Regions from separate parts of the Muntiacus reevesi genome. Here region 1 is linked to region 2. Evidence: chromatin contacts called from public Hi-C data. All regions are on one chromosome and are shown on one strand. The core of a region is the stretch at or near the end of the contact, and the rest is flanking DNA. Distances in the headings are between cores, read along the strand shown. Region 1 holds the start of POP5 (POP5 homolog, ribonuclease P/MRP subunit). Region 2 holds the start of HNF1A (HNF1 homeobox A).

Region 1 (7,369 bases), core at 3,443-5,942, 310 kb before region 2:
TCACTTGGTTCTTTCCCTCTGAGCCTCAGGGCTTGCATTCTAGTGTTAACTAACATTCCACCTGGTATATCAAATGGCTCCTTTTTGCACCCCAGATTAATTCTTGAGGCCTTTGTGAAGTTCTGCGTAACTTTTTTCCCCCAGCCTTATAGATTTTTGAGTCCTGAGGTGGTGAAGGTGGCTGATAAGATGGATGTCAGACTCAAAGCACACCCCCACTCTGTGGTATTCACGACTAGCATTTATGATGTGCTTCCCACACGCCTAGCATTGTGCTAATTTTATTCTCCCAGTAGCTGTATTAAGTGGGTATAACTCACATTACAGATGAGCTGGGCTGGGATCGAAGTGATGTGTCTGAAGACAAACACCCAGAGAGTGCAAGGCCGGTATTTGAATCCAGGAAGTCTAATCCAGAGCCTGCACTCGTGTTGCCCGTGACTCTCGTCAATGGAAACTGGCCAGGGGGCAAAGGGGTGGCATTCTAAGCTAAGTTCTTTCTGTTTTTTGTTTAGAAGAGAAAGGAGGAAAGAAAAGAAAGAAACAGAAACAGAAGCTCCTGTTCAGCACCTCCGTCGTCCACACCAAGTGACACTACTGGCCGAGGCTGACTTCTCCATCTGGTTTTCTTTTTATTTGCGCTTTTGTTTTGCTGCTGTAATTTTTAAGTATTTGAGTTTGAACAGATTAGCTCTGGGGGGGAGGGGGTTTCCACAATGTGAGGGGGAACCAAGAAAATTTTAAATACAGTGTATTTTCCAGCTTCCCGTCTTTACACCAAAATAAAGTATTGACACTCACAAGAGAGCTCTTCCTGCCAAGGTTTTTAGTTTGTTGTCAGGTAGTCTTTTTGACCCACGTGTAATTAGTTTTTCTCAACCCCAACTTAAGTTTTAGTCTCCTGGAGCAGCCCAAACCAGTGTTAGGGCACCTTGCTTTCAGCATATCTATTGGTGTGTCTTTTAAAAATAGTTGAATCTTTTCTATCTGTTCAGTACTCCTCTCGTTAAGGAAACAGAGGGATGGGAATAAATGGATGTAGGATACCCAGCTTGAATTGTTTTTCTTCTGACAACCAGGCTGTGGTGTCAGACCCAGGTTGCCACTTGTGTGATGGAGGGTTTTACCTTCTGTTTGGCACAGAAAGTAACTGTCATTGGCTCAGGAGGCCCTAGGACCTGATAGCCGTTAGGTCAAGCTTGTTTCAAGTGACAGTGGCCTGAGTTATAGAAATGGAGGAGTCTGGCACACCCGGAGGCAGAGCAGGACAGGTTTGAAAGCAGTGGGGATACTTCCCCCAACCCCTGCCCCCCACTGCCTCCTTGTTGTCTGGAGCAGTCCTTTGCCTTGGTTTGAGCTGAATTTGAGTGATGTGAATTATTTTGCTGCTTAATAAAGTGACCTCTAGGTATAATAGACTATGAAGGCAAATAGTTGCAATAAATCTCCTGCATAATCATTGTGAGCTTTCTGGTTTCTTTAAGATTTATTTCAGGTCAGCTAGACATATTCTTCTTAATAGGTTAAGGTAACAGTTGCTGTGAACTTGAGCCATTCTGTTTTCATGGAGTCATGTCTTTCCTAGTGTCAGGCCTAAAGGGTTCTTGATCTGGGCTTATTTTATTAGTTCTAACCTCCCATTCTTAAAGTGACAAATGTTTGTTAAACATATTAATATGTAAGGGACTTCTGAGTGATGTCTATTTTATAAAGGAGAGAATAGGTCCTTGAAGTGTGTTTAGTAGGTAGCAAATCAAAACGGGTCATGTCTCCTGTCTCCTAATTCCAGTGAGTGCATTGTCTCACCTACCTTCAGATGCCAGATAGGTATAAGGCAGTAGAGAAGGGTGGAACTGTAGACAACAACCAGATGTTGGCAGCTGCTATTTGACTTTGTAATAATGAGGTCAGGTAACATTATTACAAAGATATTTTCCCCCACTCCAAAGTGTAAGAATTGTATTACTATTATTCTTTGTCAGGTTACCTGGTCAAGTATTGGCAAAGAATCTGTTTATTTTTAAGGTCCTTTGGGTCATTGAGACCAGCTCTAGATCTGTGCCAGTTTAGTTGCTGTGTCTCACTAACACTGTTACTCTGGGGACTTCCCTAGATGTCCAGTGGTTAAGACTCTTTGAGTTTCCACTGCGAGGGGCCTGGGATCAATCCCTGGTCGAGGAGCTGAGACCCTACATGCCCCACACTGTGGACAAGTAAAGGTCAAAACTGCTACTCCGAAATGACCTGGATTGCTTAGGGCCCAACCGAGGGGCAGGGCTATCGGGTCTCCAGTGGGAGGCTATACATCTAGTACCACACAGGGAGCTGGTCTTGCTACTGAGGCCAGGGATGGAAGGAGAAAGAGACTAGGCCAACCATGAACTTCACATGTGCACCAAGTGCTAAAAGAAGCCAAATACATTTATTAAACCTGCTCCCAGCCAGGCAGTTAGATGCAGAGACGTCTATAAAGACAGGGGCTTCACAACCTGCAGAACCACTTAACCAGGCAATGCTGGGTAAAGGTGACTTCGATTAGTTTTACTAAGTCCATTTTGAGCTGGTCACCTGGCCTCTGGTCAGCAGTCATCCAGTTTGGGAACTGCAGAAGATGCTGCTGCCTCTCAGAATGTCCCATCCCAGCGAGTGGACCCTGAGGCCTGGGCACAGCACAGCGTGCAAAGGTTCACTCCATTGGCTCAGCAGCCTCCTCGCCGCCACTATCGGAAAGCTCCTCCCCAGCCGACTCCTCCTCTAGTAAACAGCTTTTAGTGACAGACTTCTGGATAGCCTCCCGCTCTCCTGGAGAAAGAGCAAGGTGAAGAGCATGAGTGACCTCTCATTCAGCCAGAGGCCATGGCCAGTCCCTGCTCAGTGGGCACAGGGCTAGCATCTCTTACCTTCATCAGTGCAGTTCTGCAAAAGGATCAACAGCTGTCTCCTGTTGTACTGAATCAGGAACTTCTGGCATGTTCTAATTGTACCTGGCACAGGTAAGAGCTTTGTGGTCAGCAGCTTGTGGAAAGTATTTACCTCAGAGTCTTGCAGAGCTCGGAAAAAGTATCTTGCTCTTAGCAGGAGAGCAGGAATACTCATCTACCACATAAGACTGAATGCTGAACCTGCTACAAAACCAGCCATATCCCATGCACCCTTACCTCCCACGTGTAAGGTGTTGAGAAAACACGGGTAGCGGTGTCCTTTGTTTTCCAAGTATGTGATGAAGGGAAGAGCTGACCACACAAGCCGGTAGAACTCCTTCCTGCATCGAAGTAGCACTATTCCGGTATAGGCATTGAGGTATCGTACTACAGCAGGGGAAAAAATAAAAATCATTTGGGGAAACTGGACTGTTAGGGATGGGTTAAAAATCTTTGGCTAATTAAGCACCCATGTGCTAGAGATCAGAGATGGCTCAAGATAGTGGCACTTGGAATGCATCAGTAAGTAAAAACTTGATTTCTGAAGGGGAAAAAAAAAAGTAGGACAGCCCATTTACACACAGTAAAGAATCCCCCTGCAATGTAAGAGACCCAGGTTTGATCCCTGGGTTGGGATGATCCCCTGGAGAAGGGAATGGCTATCCACTCCAGTATTGAGAATTTCATGAACTGGACAGAGGAGCCTGGGTCGGACAGGACTGAGCAACTTAACACTTCATTTATGGAAGGGAGAAACATCCAGTGCCTTGCACACCACTTAGAATTGGTGAATTTAGAATTAAAAATGTTCTTCTAATGCATTGACTAGTTAATAAATTGAGTTGGGAGTGCAGAGATCCACCTTCCTCAGAAAATCCCTGGCTGAAAACCAAGTTGTCTTGTAACTGGGCTGTGTAGGTTTTTCAAACAGTCAACTGAGTCTCACCTGAGGTAGGAAAGCTATGCCTATGTGCATCACCTCTGGAATTCAATTTCAAAGAATATGGTAAAAGGGAACGATAGTAGTGTAGCTGTTGAGAAGGCCTGCTCCTATCTACATACACACAAGTATGCGTCCTGTACAGGCCCTTTTCAAGGGTAATTAGATACAAGGGGTTCTTGCCCAATGTCCCACTGCCTAAGTCGCTTCACTCGTCCCGCTCTGTGACCCTATGGGCTGTAACCCGCCAAGCTCCCTCTGTCCATGGGATTCTCCAGGGGATCTTCCCAACCCAAGGACTGAACTCGTGGCCTACTATTAGCTAGCTCTCCGCCTCACTGGATTCACCCAGACCTCGGGATGCGACGCTGCTAAAAAGAACGGTATCTTACATAGGACAGTACACAAGGCTTGGCAGTTCCCGGGGTCGTTCGTGCCCCTTCTTTCTCCCTCCTGTGGCCACCGCCCCTTCCAAACCCCGCCGTCCGCCCGGTTCCCAAGCACCCTCGCACCCGCGAAGCCGATGGAACAGGCGGCAGCGCCGAAAGTCCCGTGCACGCGGGCGATCGTGTCCCGCACCAGGGTGCCCAGCACTCGGTCCTCCAGAGTCAGGCGGCAGCGGGGGTCGTCAGACACCACTTCGCAGAGCAGGTACCTGCGGCGGGCGAGAGGGAGGTGAGCCCGGGGGCAGGCCCGCGGGGACCGGGCAAGGGGCTGTTGGCGAGAGACTGTTTACCTGTGCTTGAACCGCACCATGGCTGCCTCCACCTCCGGCGGCCAGACACGCAAACCGGACGTCTGCTTTCGTCGGCGGCCAATAGGAAGTTGGCCCGGCAGCCACTCAGGGAGGCGGAGCTAGAATGTAGGCGGAGCCCTGTGTCATTCTCCCTGAGCTCCGCCTCTTCTCTGCGGAGCGCAGGCGTCCTGCTCAGTACCGAGCTGATGCAGTTGGGAGCGAGGCTGCGCGAGTGATGGATTTTTGTGCCTGTGATGGGTGATTGTGCCCACTCATTAATTCTGTATGCGGCATTTGGAGCCTCCACGATATTTACTTTCTAACACAGTCGTGCGTGCATTTATATTTTCTCCCCAAGTCTTGAGGGCAAGATCTTGCACTCACAAGCCAAGGATTCACAGAGGGGAAATTGGGACTCAATTGTAATGTAATACAATGTAATATTCAGATTACAGCTCGGTTCAATTTCCCCTTACAGCCAAATACTTTATTACTGTTTAGGTCTTTTAGCAACCTTATGGAGTCAGGTGTATTGTCTCATTTTTTGTGCAAAAACCATCTGTGATCATTATATTTTTTTTCTGTTTATTCTGTGTGTACTCGTTTTTTAAACAGAAAAGCACAAAGAAGCAAATAAAAATAAGTTATAACCCCAGCACCAAGAGAGAATACTTTATCACGTAGTGGGTTTTTCCCCCTAGTTTTCCCCCTATGCCTGCAGTTCTCTATGTAAGGTCCAGGAACCACTGAGTTTTCTGAGATTATTTCAGAGAGTCTCCAGTATCAAGTCACTTTCATAATACTACTAAGATGCTGTTTGTTTCACTCTCTCAGAGTGGACAGTAAAGTTTTCCAGAGGCCATATGACATGTACTGACATTATTGTTCTGATGGTGAAAAGAATTGTGCATTGTGTTTTAAACATTTCTCAGTTTTAATAAACATGGTAAATATCAACATATTCCACAAAACAAAAGCTCTTTGGGATCCTCAATAATTTAATGAGTGAAAAAGTGTCCTGAGACCAAAAAAAAAAAAAAAACAACTGAGATGAGAACTTCTGCTGTATGTTAAATTATATTTTTCCTTTTATTTTCTTTTTAAGAATAGAATCATACAGTTTAGTATTCTTTCCCCCGCTGCCCGAATATCCTTTAAAAAATAAAGGATCTTATCTTAGTGAGGCATAACCTACATAAAGGGCATATTAAGTGAATTTTTACATATGTATAGACTTTTGCAACTATTGCCCAGATAAAGAGAAAGAACATTTCCAGTGCCCAAGAAGGTTCCTGTGCCCTCTTCTCAGCCAAAAATCTTCCCAGAAGTGACCTCTATTCTGATTTCTATCATGACTGATAAGCTTTGCCTGTTCTTGAAGTTTGTGTATGTGTGTGTGTTAGTCGCTCAGTCGTGTCCGACTCTTTGTGACCCCATGGACTGTGGCCTGCCAGGCTCCTCTGTCCATGGGATTCTCCAGGCAAGAATACTGGAGTGGGTTACCATGCCCTTCTCCCGGGGATCTTCCTGATCCAGGGATCGAACACAGGTCTCTGGCATTGCAGGCAGATTCTTTACCACTTGAACTACAGTTTTCCCATGTTCTTGAACTTTATTTAAATATAAATCTCCAACAGCGTGTTTGTGTGTGACTATGTGTATGGCTCCTTTCTCTCAACATATTGTCTTTACATTCATTCTGTCATTTGACTATATTTTCATGTCAACTATTTACAATTTAGTGACTGAGTCACAACAAAAACAATTCTTCAAGGTTATTTTTCAGCTGCCCTGGACAGCTTTGTTTAGATGTACCACTGCTAAACAGGTCTATATTTCCATGATGGACATTTAAATTTGTTCAAGAATTTCTTGGTATATCCAGTGCTTTGATGCTCAGCCTTATATCTAGCTCTTTGTGGCCATCCTTGACTATTTATTTGTAGACCTGTCAGGGACCTGGCAGGCCCTGTGAGAACCATGAAGGGAGTCGGATTTCACAGCCGATTGTTTGCAATATTTGGAATGAGTCCTCAATTTTTCCACCTCTCATTCTAAATCACCTTAAAGGAGGGACGCTGCGGAAGGAAGGGGGGGAGGGACAGCCGTCGCCCTGCCTAGGTCTTATCTAAAAACGGTCCCCGCCCGCGTCCTCCTTTGGCCAGCAGGGGGCGGCAGATGCTCATAATGTGTGGAGAAAGTCTGCCTCTGCGCTTGCCGCCTCCCCTTACATCCTTAAAATATCTCCCCTAACTCCAGCCTTCAACTCATTTAATCCCCAAATCGCGCCATTTCATAGATGCAGCTGGGGCTCTGGCCAAAGTCACACGTTCAATAAGGAGCAACATCAGAATTCCAACTCCAGTCCATCCGACTTCAGGGTCCCGGCTCTGGTCTACACCGCTGAAGTCTTCCTGTGAGCGGTTTCGCCGTCCACTTTGTATATACATTGGAGAGACTACAGGTATAAGTTAGAATCTCTTCTCCGTTGTTGACCAGACACGTGCTGTCGGGGCGATTAATTCACGTCTCCAGATCTCAGTTTCCTCATCTGTGCGATGGGATAATAATGGTTCCTCCCTCGTGCGTGGTGCATATGAGATTTAAACGAGATACCGCGCGCGAACGCCTAGCTAGCACCTTGAGTGCACTGTAAACGTGATTTTGAGCGAATGATTTACTACGACCCGCAGGCACAGCCCCGGGAGAAGCACACCGGGTCCGTCCTGGGCCTCCTCTCCTCGGATTCTGCCCGGCACCCTGCGTCCCCGA
Region 2 (7,524 bases), core at 65-2,564:
CTGGGATCAGTGGGAAGTGAGGGAGGGCTGGAACCTGCCGCTATTTAAAATTTGATATTTTTTGTTCATCAGGTTTTTGTCATTAAGAAATATATTTTATTCATATGTTATAAAGTTTGTCCATTTCAAGTGCAAAATTCAGCAGTTTTTAGTAAAATCACAGAGTTGTGTAACATCACTCAATCAATATTAGAACATTTCCATCGTTCCCAAAGAAACCTTATTCCCACCAAGTAGCCATTCCCTGTCCCCACCCCCATCCCTCCAAACCCTGGTGGCCATGAATCCACTTTCTGACCCATATAGACTTGCCTATTCTGGATGTTTCCTATATGTGGGATCGTACAAATAGATGGTCTTTTGTGTCTGGCTTCTTTTCATTTAGCATAATGTCTTCCAGATTGACACCTATTGTAGTATGAATCAGGACTTTACTCCTTTTTGCTGTGTATGCTCAGTCGTGTCCAACTCTTGGCGACCCCATGGACTGTAGCCCACCAGGCTCCTCTGTCCCTGGGATTCTCCAGGCAAGAATACTGGAGGGGGTTGCCATTTCCTTCTCCAGGGGATCTTCCCGACTCAGGGATCGAACCCAAGTCTCCTGTGTCTCCTGCATGGCAGATGGATGCTGAGCCATCAGAGAATCCCTCACTCCTTTTTATGGTCAAATAATATGCCATGTATGGATGGGCCAGATTTTTTTCTATCCATTCTTTCACTGATGGATTTATGATTTTTTGATTTTTTGGCTATGGAGAATTATTCTGCTGTGAACATTCATGTGCAGGCTTTTGTGTGGACATGTCTTTTAAATTCTTTTAAGGTTTGCATTAATTTAGAATTTTTAATATCTTTATATAAACTATTATTTTATCTAGATTTACTGAGTTCTTCCATCATCCCCTTAAAATTTGTGCCTGAGTCAAGAACTTGAGTAGCCTCACCCTGCTTCCCCCTTGCAGGTCCTGTCCCTGCTAGCTGCATGACTTTGGGTGAGTTGCTTACCCTCACAGAACCTCAGTTTCCTCCTCTGTAAAATGGGCATAATCCCTGTGCCCACTCACAGCTGTCAGGGGGCTTCACGGAGGTAATGAAGTGAGTTACAGACCCGGTCCACAGCAGACGTGAGTCAATGCGTTTTTCCTCCTGGGAAGGCCTGGTGCCCGGGCTGGCTGTGGGGAGCGTCCCCAAATGGATGTGACCATCCCCTGCCCTTGAGGAGAGTTAGCCCAGCGGCCTGGAAATCCTTGCTGCTTCTGTCCCCAAGGGGAACCTGCTGTTTGGTTCTCTGGCTCCAGCCTGACCCACTGCGAGGTCCTGAGGGGGTGGGACCGGATGCTGGTCACCCGGAGGACTCCCCGGTTCCCAGCTCCTTGCGCCCCAGCTGTGTGGCCCCCCATCGCCGCCTCCCCCGCCCTCCACTCTGCCCATTCCCGTGGAAGGCCGCGGCTCTACCACTCTGCTCTGCCATGAGGCCTGCACCGCGCAGGGTGAAGTCCAAAGTTCAGTCCCTTCGCTAAGCGCACGGATAAATATGAACCTTGGAGAATTTCCCCAGCTCCAATGTAAACAGAGCGGGCAGGGGCCCTGATTCACTGGCCACTGGGGCCAGGGTTGGGGGTTGGGGGTGCCCACAGGGCTTGGCTAGTGGGGTTTGGGGGGGGCAGCGGGTGCAAGGAGCCTGGCTGGGGCCTGCCTGCGGCCCGGCCAGCACGGAGCCAGCCCACGCGGTCGGGGGGGAGGCGGCCGGCTTGGTGGCCCCGGGCCGCGTGGCCCGGAGCTAGTGGAGCCATGGTTTCTAAACTGAGCCAGCTGCAGACGGAGCTCCTGGCGGCCCTGCTAGAGTCAGGCCTGAGCAAAGAGGCGCTGATCCAGGCGCTGGGTGAGCCTGGGCCCTACCTGCTGGCTGGAGATGGCCCCCTGGACAAGGGGGAGTCCTGCGGCAGTGGCGGCGGCCGAGGGGAGCTGGCCGAGCTGCCCAATGGGCTGGGGGAGGCCAGGGGCTCGGAGGACGAGACGGATGACGATGGAGACGACTTCACGCCACCCATCCTCAAGGAGCTGGAGAGCCTCAGCCCGGAGGAGGCGGCCCACCAGAAGGCCGTGGTGGAGACCCTGCTGCAGTAAGGACCCCTCCCTTGTCCCCCGCCCCCAAGGAGCCCCGAGAGGGGGACTCACCCTCGGCTTCTGCCCAGCCCTTCCCAGTCCAGAGTCCCATGGGCTATAACCTGGTTGTCGCGACGGGGACAGGGTCCGTTAGAGGTTGGAGGTGGTAGGAGGGGGGTTCTGGCTTGGAGGTTGGAGTCTCCAGCGCCCGATCTGGCCCTCTGCAGGGTCCTGTCCCCATGAGCCAAGGCTTCCAGCCCAGAGCTTGGGAAGTGGGGCATGCCCCACAGGGAAACCCCAAGATGGGAGCAAGCAGAGAATCCACAATTTGAGTACCCGGGGAGAGAACCGGGAAAGGGCTGGTGGTGGGAAGTTTTAGCTATCAGGCACATTTCTAGTCCCCCAATCCTAACTTCCCTGCTAAGCATCAGGGCACACCCCTGGCTGGGGTTTTGGGGGGTCCCCTTGGTCTCCCCAGAACTCAAGCTTTCAGCCAGGAGAACCCAGGTCTTTCTTACCTGCTGGAAATGGAGCCTCAGGAGGGGAGCTGCTCCCCTTTCCAGCACAGCCTCAGGCCCCCCCATCACCCGCAGGTACAGCTAGAAGCCTCCCCGCTCCATACCCCCACCCACAGGGTGACTTTACCCATCTCCCGGAGGACGGGGTGGGTCTGAGCCCTCTGCTCCCCTCTCCTCAGCAAAGCTGAGCTGGTTACTAATTACCCACGAGTTTTATTATTTCTCTTTTGTTTTATAAATTTATAAATGGCAAAAGGCTCTGATAAGGCCTGTGATCATTAACTTGTAGGGCTGGTGGCCTGGGGAGGCCTGAGCCAACTCTGACTTCCCCCCCAGGCGGGGGTGGGGGAGGTTGGGGGTGACGGAAGGGGAGCCTGGGGGCTGTAGGGACAGTCCCCCCCCACTCCGAGGCTCTGTAACCTGCCTCCTAACAGCCCCGGGAGGGGTGCCGGGCTGAGGTTTCACAGGTGTCATTTTGGGCAATGTTGAGATGAACTCTGGAGAAAGCTACATACAGATAAGGATGAGGAAAGGAAACTGGGGCTCAGAGAGGGGAAGGAGCTGGACTAAGGCCACCCAGCTGGGGCTCCATGTCCCTCTCTTGGGTGCCCTCGATCGCCAGGACCAGGGTCGGAGCTGGGGGCGACTTGGGGTGACTGGGGGGGGATGGGTTGCTGAGGAAGAGTTCCCAAAGACTATCTCTTTTCTGTCCAAGGTCCGGATCTCAGCCTGGGGTGGGGGAGGGTGGGATTCATCCCTCAGGGAGCCCTTAGGGCCTGCCAGGCCTTCTGAGGGCCGGGGAGGGGGCAGGAGAGCAGCCAGGGCCCCCTGAGTTGGTAGGAGGAGGAGGGCAAAGGGCCCTGCCGGGCTGCAGGGGAGGGGCATAGAGTCAGGCATCACCAGACCCAGGGAGAGGGCAACCGGACAGGGTGGGGCTGGGCCAGAACTGCTCAGGGCCCCAGATGCGCCTGGGGGCTTTCAGGGGGGAGTAGGGGGCAAGTGGGGTAGCAAAGGCCTTACCTGGCTGGGTGGGGCCTCTTGACCAGTACCCCCTTCCGTGGGATGGTGGGTGGACGGGAAGTCTTGATCCACAGCACGCGAGCGGGAAGCAGGGGTCAAAGTGCTCCCTGGGGACCAGCAGAGACCTGGAGGTGGAGGGAGAGAGGGGAGACAAGAAGGAAGAGATAGGGGGTGGGGGGTGCGTCTCGGGAGATGGAGACAGAGACCTGGAGAAGCAGAGTGGCGCAGAGGAGCCAGGAGGGGCCCGGGTCTGACATGCAGCTGGAAGAAGGGGCTGGGTAGAGAGCGAGGTGCCCCAAGCTGCGAGGAAGCTGGAGTGCTTGCCTCCCGCCCCGATTGGGTTTTCTTTAATGCTAACAGCATGCTATTTACTTTCCATTTAAATTTGAGATGTTGCTATAAATTATCAACCAGCTCCTTGTTCCTGCGGAGTTTATAACTAACTACCTGGGTTACTTATTGTTCAGGTAACAAAAGGGATCTGAAAACGCCCCGAGGGGGGAAAGTGGGGCCTTGGGCCTCAGGACACAGGCTGCAGAGGGGTGGGGGACCCCCATGACCGCCCTGGGTGGTGGGGGAAGTTGAGGCTGGAAAGGATGGCGAAGGGGTAGAACTTCCCCAGGAAGCCAGGTGTGACCCAGTGTTACCTTGGACATGTCTCTTCTCATCCTGCCTTGGTTTTCCTGACCTGGACAATGAGTAAAATTCACACTCCCCACCCACCCTGGTTCCCTGACCTCTTCCTCAGGTACCTCTCCCCCTGCCACCACTGTCCTCCACTTAACACTACACAGACTTCACTGATTCCCACCTCAGGACCTTTGCACATGCTGTATCTTCTCCCTGGAACCTTCTTTCCAGATCTTCCCATGACCAATTCCTTCCCCCTTTTGCTCCAATATCACCCCGTCCGGGAGGCCCTCCCTGATCACCCCATCTAAAGGTAGGTCCCAGCATCATCACTCTCTCTTCCCCTGTTTTTGTTGACTTTCTCCTGAAATGTATCATTACTTATGATCATCTTATTTATCTGTTTTCTGTCTCGGGCTGTGACTACCAAAGCCCTTCCAGAGCTGTGTTCACCACTCAGACCCCTGATCTCCAGCCCAGTAGCTGACACTCTTCATGAATGAATGAGTGACAACTAGGTTTCTCTGAGCCCTGGGGACATCTGCTGCTATGGCCAAGGGAGGAGCCTGTCCCAGGGCTCCTTCCTGAGTGTCCTCCTAGGCCCTCCTATCCCTGAGCGGCTCAAACTCGAGGGTCTCTGGTCCTCTCCATCGGGCAGTACCAAGGCCCGGAGATGCAGGAAGACAGAGGCTGAGGTGGGCCAATCTGACACCCCTGACTGAGGCCAGCCTGCCTGGACTTGATCCCCAGCTCGGCTGGGGCAGGCTGTTTCAGTTTTCTGAGCCACAGTGTTCTCTGCAAGGCAGAGCTGATCATAACGCTTACCCACAGGGTTAAACAGCATGTAAGTGCAACAAATGACTGCTATTATCAGTGGTCCCATTTTACAGATGAGCAAACTGTGGCTCAGAGAGGCAAAGTGACCTGCCCGAGGTAGTCTTACAAAGTAGTAAGGCCAGGGCTTGGACCCAAGTCCTCCACACTTGACATAGCGCCCTGAGGCCGCATGCCCGTCTTTGACACGTTCATCCCCCTCTTTACCCTCCCCCGTCAGTCTCACTGTTAACCACTGACTGACTTCCACGCAGTGCTCTATGGCTCATGCGTACGTGCAGGCTCAGTCACTAAGTCGTGTCCGACTCTGAGATCCTATGGGCTGTAGTCCGCCAGCCTCCTCTGTCCATGGGATTTCCCAGGCAAGAATACTGGAGTGGGCTGCCATTTCCTCCTCCAGAGGATCTTCCCGACCCAGGGATCGAACCTGTGTCTCCTGCATTGGCAGGCAGGTTCCCTACCACTGAGCCACCTGGGAAGTCCCCTAGGGCTTATGAAGGGCTTACAAATGCATAAAACTCATTTTCTCCTCCTGATAACCTATGAAATATTATTAGGCCCCTATCACGGTTGAGGAAACTGAGGCACATGGAGGCTAAGCAACTTCCCAGAGCCACCTGGAGAGTGAGTGGTAGAGCTGGGGTTCACGCTGAGAACTCGGCTCCCCTCCAGATAAATGGCCCTTCAGGCTGGTCTCCCAGCTCTGCAACCTTGGACCCACCAAAATCCCATGGGCCCGTGAGCAAGAGGCCCAAAATCTCAAACCTCTAAGGGACTCCAGAACCGGCAGGAGGTGGGAGGAGGGAGATATGGGCAGATCTCCACCTGAGCCCTCTTCCATCCGCCGTGGGGCTGGGAGGCCCCAGGACTAGGTTGTGGATGGTGATGATGGAGGTGGTGGTGGTAACAATACCATTCCACTTACTGAGCACTTACTGTGTGCCTGACCCTGACCTCATCATCAAACTCTAGTGATGAGTTTCACCCCTCCTAGAAACTCAGCCAGTTCTCCCAACAAACAACTGGGAGGCAGGAGTGATCTGTCATCCTGTTACAGGGCAGATGAGAGGCATGTACACGATGGGTGTGAGACCACAGTGGTGGGATTCGAACTGGGGATTGGTTTGACTCAAACCCATCAGAGTGAAAGCAGGAGATGCCTGGAGACCTGGCCTCCTAATTCTGCCTTGGGGAAAATGTCCTGAAAAGAGCCATGTTCTTGGAGACTCTGTGTGTGTGCGTGTTTCATGGAGGCGGAGAAAGCAGAAAACAGAGAGAAAGAGAAAGTGTGTGAAACAATGACAGGCAGACAGAGCTACATAGGGTCAGATGGACAGGGAGAGACAGCAGATCTTTAGTTTGAGCCCGGAGAGGCACTGCTGAAGGAAGACAGGGCTCCTTCTCTCTGGAGAAGAGATGGAGGGAGGGAGGACCTCTCTCTCAGGAGGGGGATGACTGCAGCTGGGGGAGGAGGGAGGCCATGGGCAGCCCAGCCCCGGAATCAGATAAACATGTTTGCCGTGGAGTGCAAGGCTGGACTTTGTCCTGCCCTTCCCTCCCAGGACTGACTGGCATCTGGGGAGCCGGTGGGGGGGTGGGGTGGGTGGTGGGGAAGAGAGGCTTCTAAGGGCCCCTGAAAGCAGGGAGACAGGGCTCAGGCAGATGTCAGGGGTTCAGGCAAAGCCAAATAGTCCTGAGTCCCAGTGAGGTCCCCTTGGACAAGTATGCACCTCTCTGAGCCTCAGTTTTCTCACCTGTGAAATGAGCGGACAAGTAGCACCTACCTCCTAGGGTTAAGCTTTAAATGACCAGCCCTTAGCACAGTGCCCGGCTCCCTGTGAATACTCAAAAACGTGCATTCTCCTGGCTACCGTGTTTACACGAAGGGGACTTAGCTGAACTGACTGCTGATTGTTTCAACTGCGTCTGTCCCTATCTTCCCTTCCTGTATGGGAACTGCTGATAAAAAAGGAGGAAGTCAGAGGGCCAATGAGGATGAAGGTCTCTGTGCCCTTGTGTCTCAGAAAGTCACCGTCAGGGGGGCAGGTGAGACTGGTTCTTGGAGGAAAGAGAAGGGCCGGGGAGAAGGTAGTGCGGGATGGGCTTTAGAGTGCTGGGGGCGGGGTTAATTTGCTTTTAGATTTTTTCACAATTCAGTTTTAAACATGATCTATGTAGTATATTATCAACATATGATATTGCTATCTGTGATACATGATCCTGTATCATATAATTTACAAAGCGCAGAGGAGTAACCGAGAAAAGCCCCCCGCCCCGCCCTGTCCCTAGCATCAAAGCAGTGTCTCCAGTTAATTCTGTATCCTTCCGGTATTTCACGTGAACACAAGCAAATATGTAGAAATCTTCTTTTTATCCCACTTAAAAAATTTTTTTTTAAATTTGCCTGTACCGGGTC

Evidence for each region. A called contact is a pair of places that touch in the nucleus more often than the background predicts.
Region 1: a contact with region 2 is called in a Hi-C map of blood, with 4 times the contacts expected there. The contact joins the promoter of POP5 here to the promoter of HNF1A in region 2. A contact is called at or near these places in 2 of 3 Hi-C or Micro-C datasets (blood and muscle).

Annotation. Positions count from the first base shown.
Region 1 is chr13:10,708,855-10,716,223 of mMunRee1.1, reverse strand. POP5 (POP5 homolog, ribonuclease P/MRP subunit) reads right to left here and starts at 4,692. Exons shown (of 5, transcript XM_065903892.1): 1 at 4,598-4,692; 2 at 4,374-4,516; 3 at 3,159-3,308; 4 at 2,901-2,984; 5 at 2,384-2,802. The coding sequence starts at 4,617. The coding sequence ends at 2,687. It overlaps RNF10 (ring finger protein 10), which reads left to right. Exons shown (of 17, transcript XM_065903891.1): 17 at 516-803. The coding sequence ends at 592.
Region 2 is chr13:10,400,297-10,407,820 of mMunRee1.1, reverse strand. HNF1A (HNF1 homeobox A) reads left to right here and starts at 1,314. Exons shown (of 10, transcript XM_065904267.1): 1 at 1,314-2,123. The coding sequence starts at 1,792.